Regions from separate parts of the Sus scrofa genome. Here region 2 is linked to region 1. Evidence: chromatin contacts called from public Hi-C data. All regions are on one chromosome and are shown on one strand. Each heading gives the region's core, a stretch centred on a gene start, on an enhancer-like site or on the middle of the called end of the contact. The rest is flanking DNA. Distances are from core to core; before and after follow the strand shown.

What was found. A called contact is a pair of places that touch in the nucleus more often than the background predicts.
Region 2: a Hi-C map of liver shows a contact between it and region 1, with 9 times the contacts expected there. The contact joins the promoter of WDR59 here to the promoter of CFDP1 in region 1. A contact is called at or near these places in 1 of 5 promoter capture datasets (liver) and 1 of 47 Hi-C or Micro-C datasets (liver).

Annotation. Positions count from the first base shown.
Region 1 is chr6:12,220,791-12,226,354 of Sscrofa11.1, forward strand. CFDP1 (craniofacial development protein 1) reads left to right here and starts at 2,911. Exons shown (of 7, transcript XM_021093775.1): 1 at 2,911-3,143. The coding sequence starts at 3,080.
Region 2 is chr6:12,679,373-12,684,936 of Sscrofa11.1, forward strand. WDR59 (WD repeat-containing protein 59) reads left to right here and starts at 2,794. Exons shown (of 28, transcript XM_021093785.1): 1 at 2,794-2,986. The coding sequence starts at 2,933.

The sequences.
Region 1 (5,564 bases), core at 1,661-4,160:
CTGCATTCGCTTCTGATTACTGCCTCCTATAGCTGTATTATAATTAACATTTTTTAATATGACAAAATGACCAAGATTATATGGTTGTACTTCTTATGGATTAGCTTGACAGAAGGATTGGTGGGCATGTTGTCTGAATTCTAGAATACAACTGATCCTTGCTGCTGTCAGTAATGACACCTATAAGGTCACTGCGCACCCTCAATTAGCAGAATTACAAGGTTGGGTTCCTGGGGGGGGTCTCTGGTCGTACCATTTTTGTAAACACATCAGTACATAATCTTGTTTTATGTGTTTCTGTTCAAAGACACCTTATTTAATATATCTTTCTTACAAATAATGATATGTAGTATTTTAATAAAACAATATTTCAATGACAGCATCTCTGTGCAATGCACTCTACAATACTGAGGTTGAACTACTTTAACTCTCCCCCTCATACACACACACACACACACACACATACACACAGGACTCACATAAGTAAATTTATACAGTACTGTAAACACATCCTACATACTGTACAGTAATGCAAATATAGTTCTGAAAAAAGGGAAGCTCAAACATTTAAAGTTTTATGAAAACATGAACTAGAATCTTACTGTTGATGGAGCTGAAGATTGGGTGATGGCACCAGGCAGAGTGTGGTTAAACCTCTCGACCTTGGCTTGCCCCACAAAAACCAAGGGAGAGGTTGGTGGAAGTCATTCTGCAGGAGGGGAAGAGGATGGAAGAGTGACAACTGTTGGTTCAACCTCAGGGGTTTGGCTCTCACCACTTGTTGATGCAATCGGCAATCTTCCTTCCCCAACTGGCTCCCAATACTGGGAGCCTGCATGGCTTTTCGCCTCAAATCCTTAAGCATCTTGGCATAGGGGGCAAACGCAAAGGAGATTAAGCGCTTAAAGTTGAGGCTGCGATCGAGCATAGGGTCACACACTTCCATGTCATTGAATAGTTTTCCCAAGGCAGAGTTCCATTCTGATATTTTGGCCGCTGTAAGAGGGACAATTCCTGGACTCTTAGGCTGACTTTCATCGCTGTCTTCGTTATCATGGACTCCAACGCCTTGTTTTGCCATCTCGTCCAGGTCTTCATTGGTGGGTTCTTAATCTCCCCCACATCCTCTTCCCTCATATCATCAAAACCTTCTCCACTTATTTGCCACGCGATAGGCATTATGTTTTTGACACTGTTTTTTATACTTTCTGTTACACCTTCAAAACCTTCAAAATTTTCCACACAGTCCAGCCAAACATTTTTCCAACAGTTATTGATAGCAGCCCGCTTGATGTTGTCCCAGGCTGTGCCAACATAATCAATAACGTTGTGTATAGTGACTGACTTCCAATAGTCCATCACGGTACTTTCCTTGTTGGCTTTGAGAGCCTCGAAAGCCTTGCTGTAAAGCTCCCTAGTATAGTGCGCCTTGAAGGCTTTTATTATGCCCTGATCCAGGGGTTGGATGAGAGACGTAGCATTTGGGGGCAAGAAAAGAACTTCTACGTTGGGGTGAGCATTTGTGAGTTCTTCACAGCAATGGACGGGCACATTATCCAAAATGAACAAAATCTTGAAGGCAAGGTTTCTGTCCTGGAGATAGTATTCAACTTCTGGTATGAAGCAACTCTGGAACCAATCAGACGTCATCCACGCTTTTTTGTTCCACCTCCAATGGACCGGCATATGGTTCACACTTTTCCCTTTAAATGCTTGTGAACTTGGAGCTCTGTACACCATTAGGGGTTTGCAGTTAAAGTCACCCTTGGCATTGGTGCACAAAAGCAGGGTTGCATAGTCTTGGAAAGATTTAAAGCCAGAGGCTTTGGAGGCCATTTGCGTTATATAGGTTCTTTTGCCAACATCCTTATAAAATAAGCCAGTCTCATCAGCATTGAAAACCTGCTCTTCCACATATCCTTTTTCCTTATAATACTTAGCAAGTATTTTTTAAATTTCTGCAGCCTCCTGATCTGCAGAACTTGTCTCACCTGCAAGCTTAACATTATTCACCCCATATCGCCTTTTGAAACGTGCAAGTCACCCAGCACTAGCCTAGGACGGTTTCACATTTTTCTGACCCTGGGTAACATGGCTGTAAATTTCGTTGGCTTTCAGCTTCACAGCAGTGCTGTCCACCACACCTTTTTTATCGGTTGTCTTCTCATGAATCCACAAATTGAGCCGCTTTTCCATTTTTTCCATTGCTTCCTCACCCCCACTATAGACGTCACTTCAGCACTTTCCGGAGCAGCCTCACGTACAGATCGGCGAATTTCCTTTTCTTTTTTTCTTGATGTAAAGGATTGTTGACTCATTAACATTGAACTCACGGCCAAGAGCACTACAACTCATGCCTAAACGAAGCTTATCTAACACTCGTATTTTCCCCGGAAGGCACATCACAGCCTTCTTGCGCTTAGGAACATTAGGCAGCACCTTAGCACCACGCTCGGGGGTCATTTTTAACAGCGAAATCACCAACAAAAAGCACAAAAATGCAAAAAACGCGGCACTAAAGTGATTGCGAAAAGGACACTTATTTACAGCATTCGAGCGGAAGAAGCAAGACCGCCTGCCTCTTTCAACCTTGGTACCACAAACCTTGGGTTGACTCAAAAATTTTCACTCTCTGCGCATGTCCGCAAATAACCCCAGAAAGCACCGCGAATATTAATTTTGGGGGTGATAATAAATTTTAACAAGTAAGCGATTTCAAAAATACCAAACTGCGAGTAATGAAGGTCTGCCGTATTCCCACGGGCAAAACAAACTTAGTTTAAGCATGTTTACTAAATCAAAGCAGCTGGTAGCTCTGAAGACTACAAGTTCCAGCATGCACCGCTTCGGCGCCCAGCCCGTGTTCCGCCAACCCCCACAGTAGCATCCAGCAGAAGGCACTGGTCCGGAAGTGTCGCATTCGACCACATACACTCTCTGCGCATGTGCAGAGGCTGGGGGCCGCCCCAGCCGCCGCCGCCGCCGCCCCCGCCGCAGCTCTATGGTGGCTCCCTAGAGCTTTGCCGTTGGGGGCAGCTGTTGCGGCCCTGCGACTCAGCCCCCCTCGTGCGGCAGCGATATGGAGGAATTCGACTCCGAAGACTTCTCCACCTCGGAGGAGGACGAGGACTACGTGCCGTCGGGTGAGCGACTCGGCTAGAGGCGAGAGGCAGCTTGCCCCGCCCCGCGTCTCACGTGAGGCGCGCTTGGCTCCCGTGCGTGGGCCCGGTGGCCCGGGTGGCTCTCGGGCGCGGGTGCCGCGCGTCCTCGTACCGCGCGGCCCCCGTGACCCGGGATGTGTGCCCCGGGCTGTCTCGCGCAGCCCTTTCTCGAGGCCTCACTTCGGCCGACGCCCCCTCTCGGAGTTCGGGAACTGGCACGTGAACAGGGCCCTATCTCTGGGGACGCTGGCGGTGGTCGGTCTTCGCGTACCCTCACCAACCTTGCAGTCTTCTGAAAGGCAGTCTGTCGCCAGACCTTCCGCCCCCAGGGAATTAATTGCTCGCTGGCATCACGGCAGAGATAGATATCTTCACTTTCTGCCTGCAGGAGGGATCTTCTTGTTAGCAAGTTCACTTAATGATACCCTTTGCCTCTCTGCAATGTCTGTATCCATTTCTCTCTTTTCAGACCTTGTTTTTGTATAGGTTTCTAAAACCGAACCCAGGCTGAAATAAACGTCACCCAGACCTACCCCTTCCGGCATCCTGCACCTTCCCCAGGCTTCCCCATCAAATTATAAGTATCTTCCTATAGAGTAGCTCCGATGAAAAATAAAACCAAAAAAGCCTAGGAGTTGTCCTTGTTTCCTCTCTTTTGTTCCAACCAGTGTGTCTGTGTGGAAAATGAGTTTCTCATCACTCTCTCTCCAATCTCACTCTTACTGAACAACTATTATTCTTCACTAAGACCTGAAGTAACTTCCCAGCTGGTTTCTCAGATTCCTTGTCCACCAACATTGGTCTTTACATATCTGCCAGTGTGATCATTTGAAAACCAGTTTTCATTTGAATCAAAGTTTTGTATGCACCTGCTGAAAAATAGTCAAATATTTCTTTTTTAAGTTATTTTATCTTAGAATGTTTTTTTGCTTTTGGGGACCATGGAAGTTCACAGGTTAAGGGTCAAATTGGAGCTGCAGCTGCCATCCTACTCCACAGTAAGAGGAACGCGGCATCTGAGCAGAGTCTGTGACATACACCACAGGTAGTGTAGCTGGCAACACCAGATCCTTAACCCACTGAGTAAGGCCAAGAAGGGAACCTGCATCCTCATGGATACTTGTCGGGTTCTTTTCTGCTGAGCCACAGTGGGAACTCCAAAAATAGTTAAATATTTCTAACAGATTTATTTTCAAATGGCAGTTCCTATCACTATTAATCATCCGTATCACTTCTCTGCAGAATGATATCTGCTTTTAAAATTTGGTATTTCCATTGTGTTTTCTTAATCTGTCCATGTTAAGTCTTATTTTTTTACCCCCTTTTAGCTTTCCCCTTACTGCTGACACATCTTTTCACCTTCAGACCCTCTCTAACTCTCCAGCCTGCTAATGTTCCTCTGTCTAATTTGGGTTAGGTCATTATTAAGTGTTTACTTTTTTAAAGCAACTGTGGACACCATGTTCTGGCCGAATCATGTGGTATATACCGTTATGGCTATTCCTGCACTAGTTTTCTCTGGAGTTAATCATTGCAATTTTGTTGTTGTTGCTTAGTTATTTATTTATTTATTTGTCTTTTTAGGGCTGCACCCACAGCATATGGAGGTTCCCAGGCTAGGGGTCAGTCGGAGTTGGAGCTGCTGGCCTATGCCACAGCCACAGCAATGTCAGGTCTGAACCGCATCTTCAACCCACACCACAGCTCATGGCAGTGCCGGATCCTTAACCCACTTCGCAAAGGCCAGGGATCGAACCTTGTGACCTCATGGATGCTAGTGCGATTCATTTCCATTGAGCCACACTGGGAACTCCTGTTAGTCATTTATGTACTTGCTACTAAACTCTCAGAATTGTCTAAATCATTTCCTGAGATATTTAGATTCATTAGGAGTTCCCTTTGTGGCACAGCCAAAATGAATCCGACTAGGAACCATGAGGTTGCAGGTTTGATCCCTGGCCTCACTCAATGGGTTAAGAATTCAGTGTTCCTTTGAACTGTGGTATAGGTCGCAGACTTGGCTCGGATCTGGCATTGCTGTGGCTGTGGTGTAGGCTGGCAGCAACAGCTCTGATTAGACCCCTGGCTTGGGATTCTCCATATGCTGCGTGGGTGCGGCCCTAAAAAGACAAAAAAAAAAAAAAGAGTAGATTCATTAGATAAACTTTTTTTTTTTTTCTTCTCCTTTTTATGGCCACACAATATGGAAGTTTCCAGGCCAGGGGTTGAATCAGAGCTGCAGCTGCTGGTGTACACCACAGCCACAGCAACACCGAATCTGAGCCACGTCTGCAGCCTATATAGTAGCTTGCTGCAATGCTGGATCCTTAACCCACTGAATGAAGCCAGGGATCAAACCTGCTTCCCCACAGACAGACACTATGTAACCTGCTGAGCCACAAA
Region 2 (5,564 bases), core at 1,544-4,043, 460 kb after region 1:
ATTAGACCCTGAGCCTGGGAACCTCCACATGCCACGGGTGTGGACCTAAAAAGACAAAAAAAAAAAAAAAAAAAATCCTAATGTCATATTGAAAAGCCCAGATGTCACTGTCTTCAGAATGTCATGTCAGGTGTCCCATTTAGGCTGTTCTCTCCTGATACATTGCCTTTTTTTTTTTTTTTTTTTTGTCCTTTTGCCATTTCTTGGGCCATTCCCGTGGCATATGCAGGTTCCCAGGCTAGGGGTATAATTGGAGCTGTAGCTGCCAGCCTACACCACAGCCACAGCCACTTGGGATCCGAGCTGCGTCTTTGACCTACACCACAGCTCATGGCAACGCCAGATCGTTAACACACTGAACAAGGGCAGGGACCGAACCCGCAACCTCATGGTTCCTAGTCGGATTCGTTAACCACTGTGCCACGACGGGAACTCCTACTTGCTTTTAATAATTTTTTTTTTGTTTTTTTTTTTTGTCTTTCTGCCATTTTCTTGGCCTGCTCCTGTGGCATATGGAGGTTTCCAGGCTAGGGGTCGAATTGGAGCTGTAGCCGCCAGCCTACGCCACAGCCACAGCAACGTGGGATCCGAGCTGCGTCTGCAACCTACACCACAGCTCACGGCAACGCTGGATCCTTAACCCACTGAGCAAGGCCAGGGATCGAACCCTCAACTTCATGGTTCCTAGTCGGATTCGTTAGACACCGAGCCACGACAGGAACTCCCTACATTGCTTTTATAAAACATAATTCTGCCAACTGTATGCCTGTTGTACAGTGACCGACTGCCCCATTTGCCCATACCGAGCAGTTTCCACGGTTGGTCACCCTAACCTGTTGACAAATCTGTTTCCCATTGTTTCCAACTCTCCAGGAGGGAATGGAAGGCTTCTTATCTCTATTCATGCAATGGCTTGCATGTAAAAGCAGCATTAATATAAACACAACAGTAAGTTGTGGCTTAGCTGGTTATGAACCCTGACTGGTATCCATGAGGATGTGGGTTTAACCCCTGGCCTCGCTCAGTGGGTTAAGGATCTGGCATTGCCGTGAGCTGTGGTGTAGGTCGCAGATGCAGCTTGGAGCCTGGTGTAGGCCACCAAAAAAACCCAATAGGGACAGTTTACACTTGAGGATTGGTTATATTCCAGGCCTTGTGGTTAATGGTTAACTCCTTAGGACAACCAAATGAATTTTCTCCTTCTGTAGAGAAACTGAGGCTAAACCAGTTAAGCCCAGGATTTCAGAGGTTGGAGCTGAGGAAGAGAACTTAGTGGCCATTCCCTGTATTAGCATAGCGGTTTTCCAACTTTTTGATCTCAGGTCCCCTTTGCACTTTTTTTTTTGGTTTTAGTTTTTGGCTGGGCCCATGGCATGGAAGTTCCAAGGGCCAGGGATGGAATCTGAGCCACAGCAGTGATCCTTAACCCACTGTGCCACCTGGGAACTCCCCCTTTACACTCTTGAAAATTATTAATGATCCCCCCAAACTTTTATGTCTAGTTCATCAGATATTAACACTAATAATTAAAAAATTTTGGCATTCCTGTGGTGGCGCAGCAGAAACGAATCCTACTGGGAACCATGAGGTTGCAGGTTCGATCCTAGCCTCCCTCAGTGGGTTAAGGATCTGGTGTTGCCGTGAGCTGTGGTGTAGGTTGCAGACGTGGCTCGGATGTGGTGTGGCTGTGGCTGTGGCGTAGCTAACAGGTCCAATTAGACCCCTAGCCTGGGAACCTCCATATGCTGTGGGTGTGGCCCTAAAAGGACAAAAGACAAAAAAAAAATTAATTTACACGTCAATGAGCGTTAACATTAACAATACATTTTGTAAATGAAAAGTAACTTTATTTTCCAAAACAAAACAGCTTTAGTGGGAACAGTGGCAACTTTCTTTAATGATTGGCTTAAGAGAAAAATCCTAGATTTTCACACCTGCTTCTACATTCAATCTGTTACAAATGTGTATTAAGGAGTTCCCGTCGTGGCGCAGTGGTTAACGAATCTGACTAGGAACCACGAGGTTGAGGGTTCAATCCCTGGCCTTGCTCAGTGGGTTAAAGATCCGGCGTTGCCGTGAGCTGTGGTGTAGGTTGCAGACGCGGCTCGGATCCCGCGTTGCTGTGGCTCTGGCGTAGGCCGGCGTCTACAGCTCCAATTCGACCCCTAGCCTGGTAACCTCCATATGCCGCGGGAGCGGCCCAAGAAATAGCAAAAAGACCAAAAAAAAAAAAAAAAAAAAAAAAAAAGTAGTAACTAACCTGTGAAAAACACTGTGCATTTGTGAAGGAAAAAGAAAAAAGCAAATAACTTCTTAGTATAACAGTGACATTTTTTGCCTTCGTAGACCCCCCTCCCCCAGGTCCCTAGACATTTTAGCTGGCGCTGCTGTACTGTATAAAACTGTATTGAATCGCGCATTTACCCTTTTCAATGCCTTTGCGCCAGGCTTCGAGGTAAGAGATAATCATTGGTTTGCACTAATGCTCAGCTTTGGTTTTTATGCAGTCTGGGCCTTGCCATTGACACCGTCGAGGAGACGGATTGGAAAAACACGCACCTCCCCTCGGCCAAACTCTAACCTGCAAGCTCTTCCCCGGTTGTCCATACTTTGGACTACAACTCCCGGCAGAGCTCGCGGCAGGGGGGGGGGCGGTATCCGCAGCCGCGAGGGGCGAAAGTGACCCACGCCGTGACGGAGTGAAGGGGGTCGTACCTTTTTCGGGGGGCAGGCGCCGTGCCACAATTGGAGGATCCGGGAAGAGGGGGTGGAGCCAGTGTTTGGGTCAGCCAATAGTTTGCGGTCAGGCAGAAGCGAGGACGGGGCGTGGCAGCACTGACTCGCGGGCTGCGTGGGGCTCGCCGAGCCCAGGAACGCGGGTGTCTGAGGTAGGGACGCGTAGTTCTCGTGTCCCGACGGCTGGGCGCGGAAAATGGCGGCGAGATGGAGCAGCGAGAACGTGGTGGTGGAATTCCGCGACTCCCAGGTGAGCTGGGGACCAAATGGAGCCTTCTGAGCATGCGCCCTTCCCAGTTCCCCTCCCCCACGCTGCCGGGTCTGTCTCAGGGCGGCTGGCGACCCCCAGCCCGGGCTGGGGAGATGGTCAAGGGGGTGACCTGGAGGTGTCAGAGCTGAGTGGATGAGGGTTACCTTGAAGACCGTTGGGGGTGGTTGGGGCTGCCATGGGCGAGGTTTCGGGGTTTCCCTCGTGGATACAGGAGTGGGGTCGGCCTGAGGATATCCAAGTGCAGATATTGCGCTCTAGTGAGCGCTGAGGGAAGGCTTCCCACCACCGGAGTGGAGAGCGAGGGGGTGTTTGCTCCCCCTGCACCTAGTGACTTTGGGCAAGTTGCAGAACTTCTCTGAGCCTTAGGTAGATGTATTGAACCCTGCCTCACAGAACTTTGATGGAATGGAGTTAATAAAAAACTGCACGCGAGGTGCCCGTTTCAGCGCTTAAACCTTTAAGTGGTCTCTGATGCTAGGGTAGTGGAAGATACCGCGCAGTGAAGAGGCGTATGCATTTCGTGTGTTGCTCGGTTCGAATCCCAGCTCATATCTTAGCCTGTCATCACCCTTTGTGCATCTTTTCTCACCTGTAAGAGGTGCCAATTGTGTCTCTCTTAAAGGATTGATGTGAGAATTTTTATGAGGTCATACACTTAAAATGTGTGGCACAGTGCTGGACACATGGTGAGCCTAAAGGAAACTTAGTACTTTTTTTTTTTTTTTTTGTCTTTTTGCCATTTCTTGGGCTGCTCCCGCGGCATATGGAGGTTCCCAGGCTAGGGGTCCAATCGGAGCTGTAGCCGCCGGCCTACGCCAGAGCCACAGCAACGCGGGATCCGAGCCGCGACTGCAACCTACACCACAGCTCATGGCAACGCCGGATCGTTAACCCACTGAGCAAGGCCAGGGATTGAACCCGCAACCTTGTGGTTCCTAGTCAGATTCGTTAACCACTGAGCCACGACGTGAACTCCAAGAATTTTTTTTTTTGAAGTTCCCGTCATGGCTCAGCGGTTAATGAACCCGACTCGCATCCAAGAGGATGCAAGTTCGACCCCTGGCCTCGCTCAATGCGTTAAGGATCCGGTGTTTCGGTGAGCTGAGCTGTGGTGTAGGTCACAGACACAGCTCTGATCCCCTGTTGCTGTGGCTGTGGTGTAGGCCGGTGTCTACAGCTCCGATCCGACCCCTAGCTTGGGAACCTCCATATGCCGCAGGTGTGGCCTTAAAAAGACAGAAAGACAATAATAATAATAATAATTTTTTAAACCGTTTTTGTATTCTGTGCTTTCCATATGCCCAGCCTTGTGCTAAATGGTATATATACATTTCCTTTTTCTTTTTTCATTTTTTTTCTTTTTTCCTTTTTAGGGCTGCACCCACAGCATATGGAACTTCCCCAGGCTAGGGGTCAAATCCAAGCTACAGCTGCCGGCCTGTACCACAGAATCCAGATCTGGGCCTCATCTGTGATGTACAGCTCACTGCAATGCCAGATCCTTAATCCACTGAGCGGGACCAGGGATCGAACCTGCATCCTCATGGATACCAGTCGGGTTCGTTACCTTTGAGCCACAATGGGAACTCCCTACATTTCCTTTTTCTTTTTTCTTTTTTTTTTTTTGTCTTTTGTCTTTTTTGTTGTTGTTGTTGTTGTTGTTGCTATTTCTTGGGCCGCTCCCTCGGCATATGGAGGTTCCCAGGCTAGGGGTTGAATCGGAGCTGTAGCCACCGGCCTACACCAGAGCCACAGCAACTCGGGATCCAAGCCGCGTCTGCAGCCTACACCACAGCTCACGGCAACGCCGGATCGTTAACCCACTGAGCAAGGGCAGGGACCCAACCCGCAACCTCATGGTTCCTAGTCGGATTCGTTAACCACTGTGCCACGACGGGAACTCCTACATTTCCTTTTTCTAATTCATGAAAGAACCATGCAAGATAAGTAGATGTCACCCCATTTTTTCAAATGGGGAAACTGATCCTCATTTGGCTGATCTCAAGTGACGTGGCCAAGGCCTCCCATTATGGGGCTGCATTGGGATTTGATTGCAGCATCTGGCCCCAGGGCTTCATTGGACTCATTACATTCTCTGCTTCATCCTTTGTGAGCCTGTCATGCAGTCGTTCCACAATAAATATGTCATGCTCTTTTTTTCCCTGCGACAGGCAGTGTCTTGTTGGCTATCTTCATTCATTCAACCATATTTATTGAATGCCTTCTTGGTGCCAGGCTTCCATTCACTCATTTATGCAGTGGGATTTATTGAGCTTTTGGCAGGTGAATAATGTGCCAGGCACTGTGTTGGTGCTCAGGTGATTTATACTGAAGGGGAATCTAGGTTTAGGATAAGGGGGTGATGTGATTTTTCCTTTCTAAAACCCAGCCCTTCTTTTGCCATAAAAATGAACGATTGGAGATCCTCCCATGGTTTTGCTTTTTGGTGCTCTGGATACACAGCCCCCATGGAAAATGTGAGCAGCCACATTTGCATTAAAGAATCCTAAAGCTCTTTGCACTGTTAGCATGTGTCTCCAGGAGGCCTGCTCTCCCG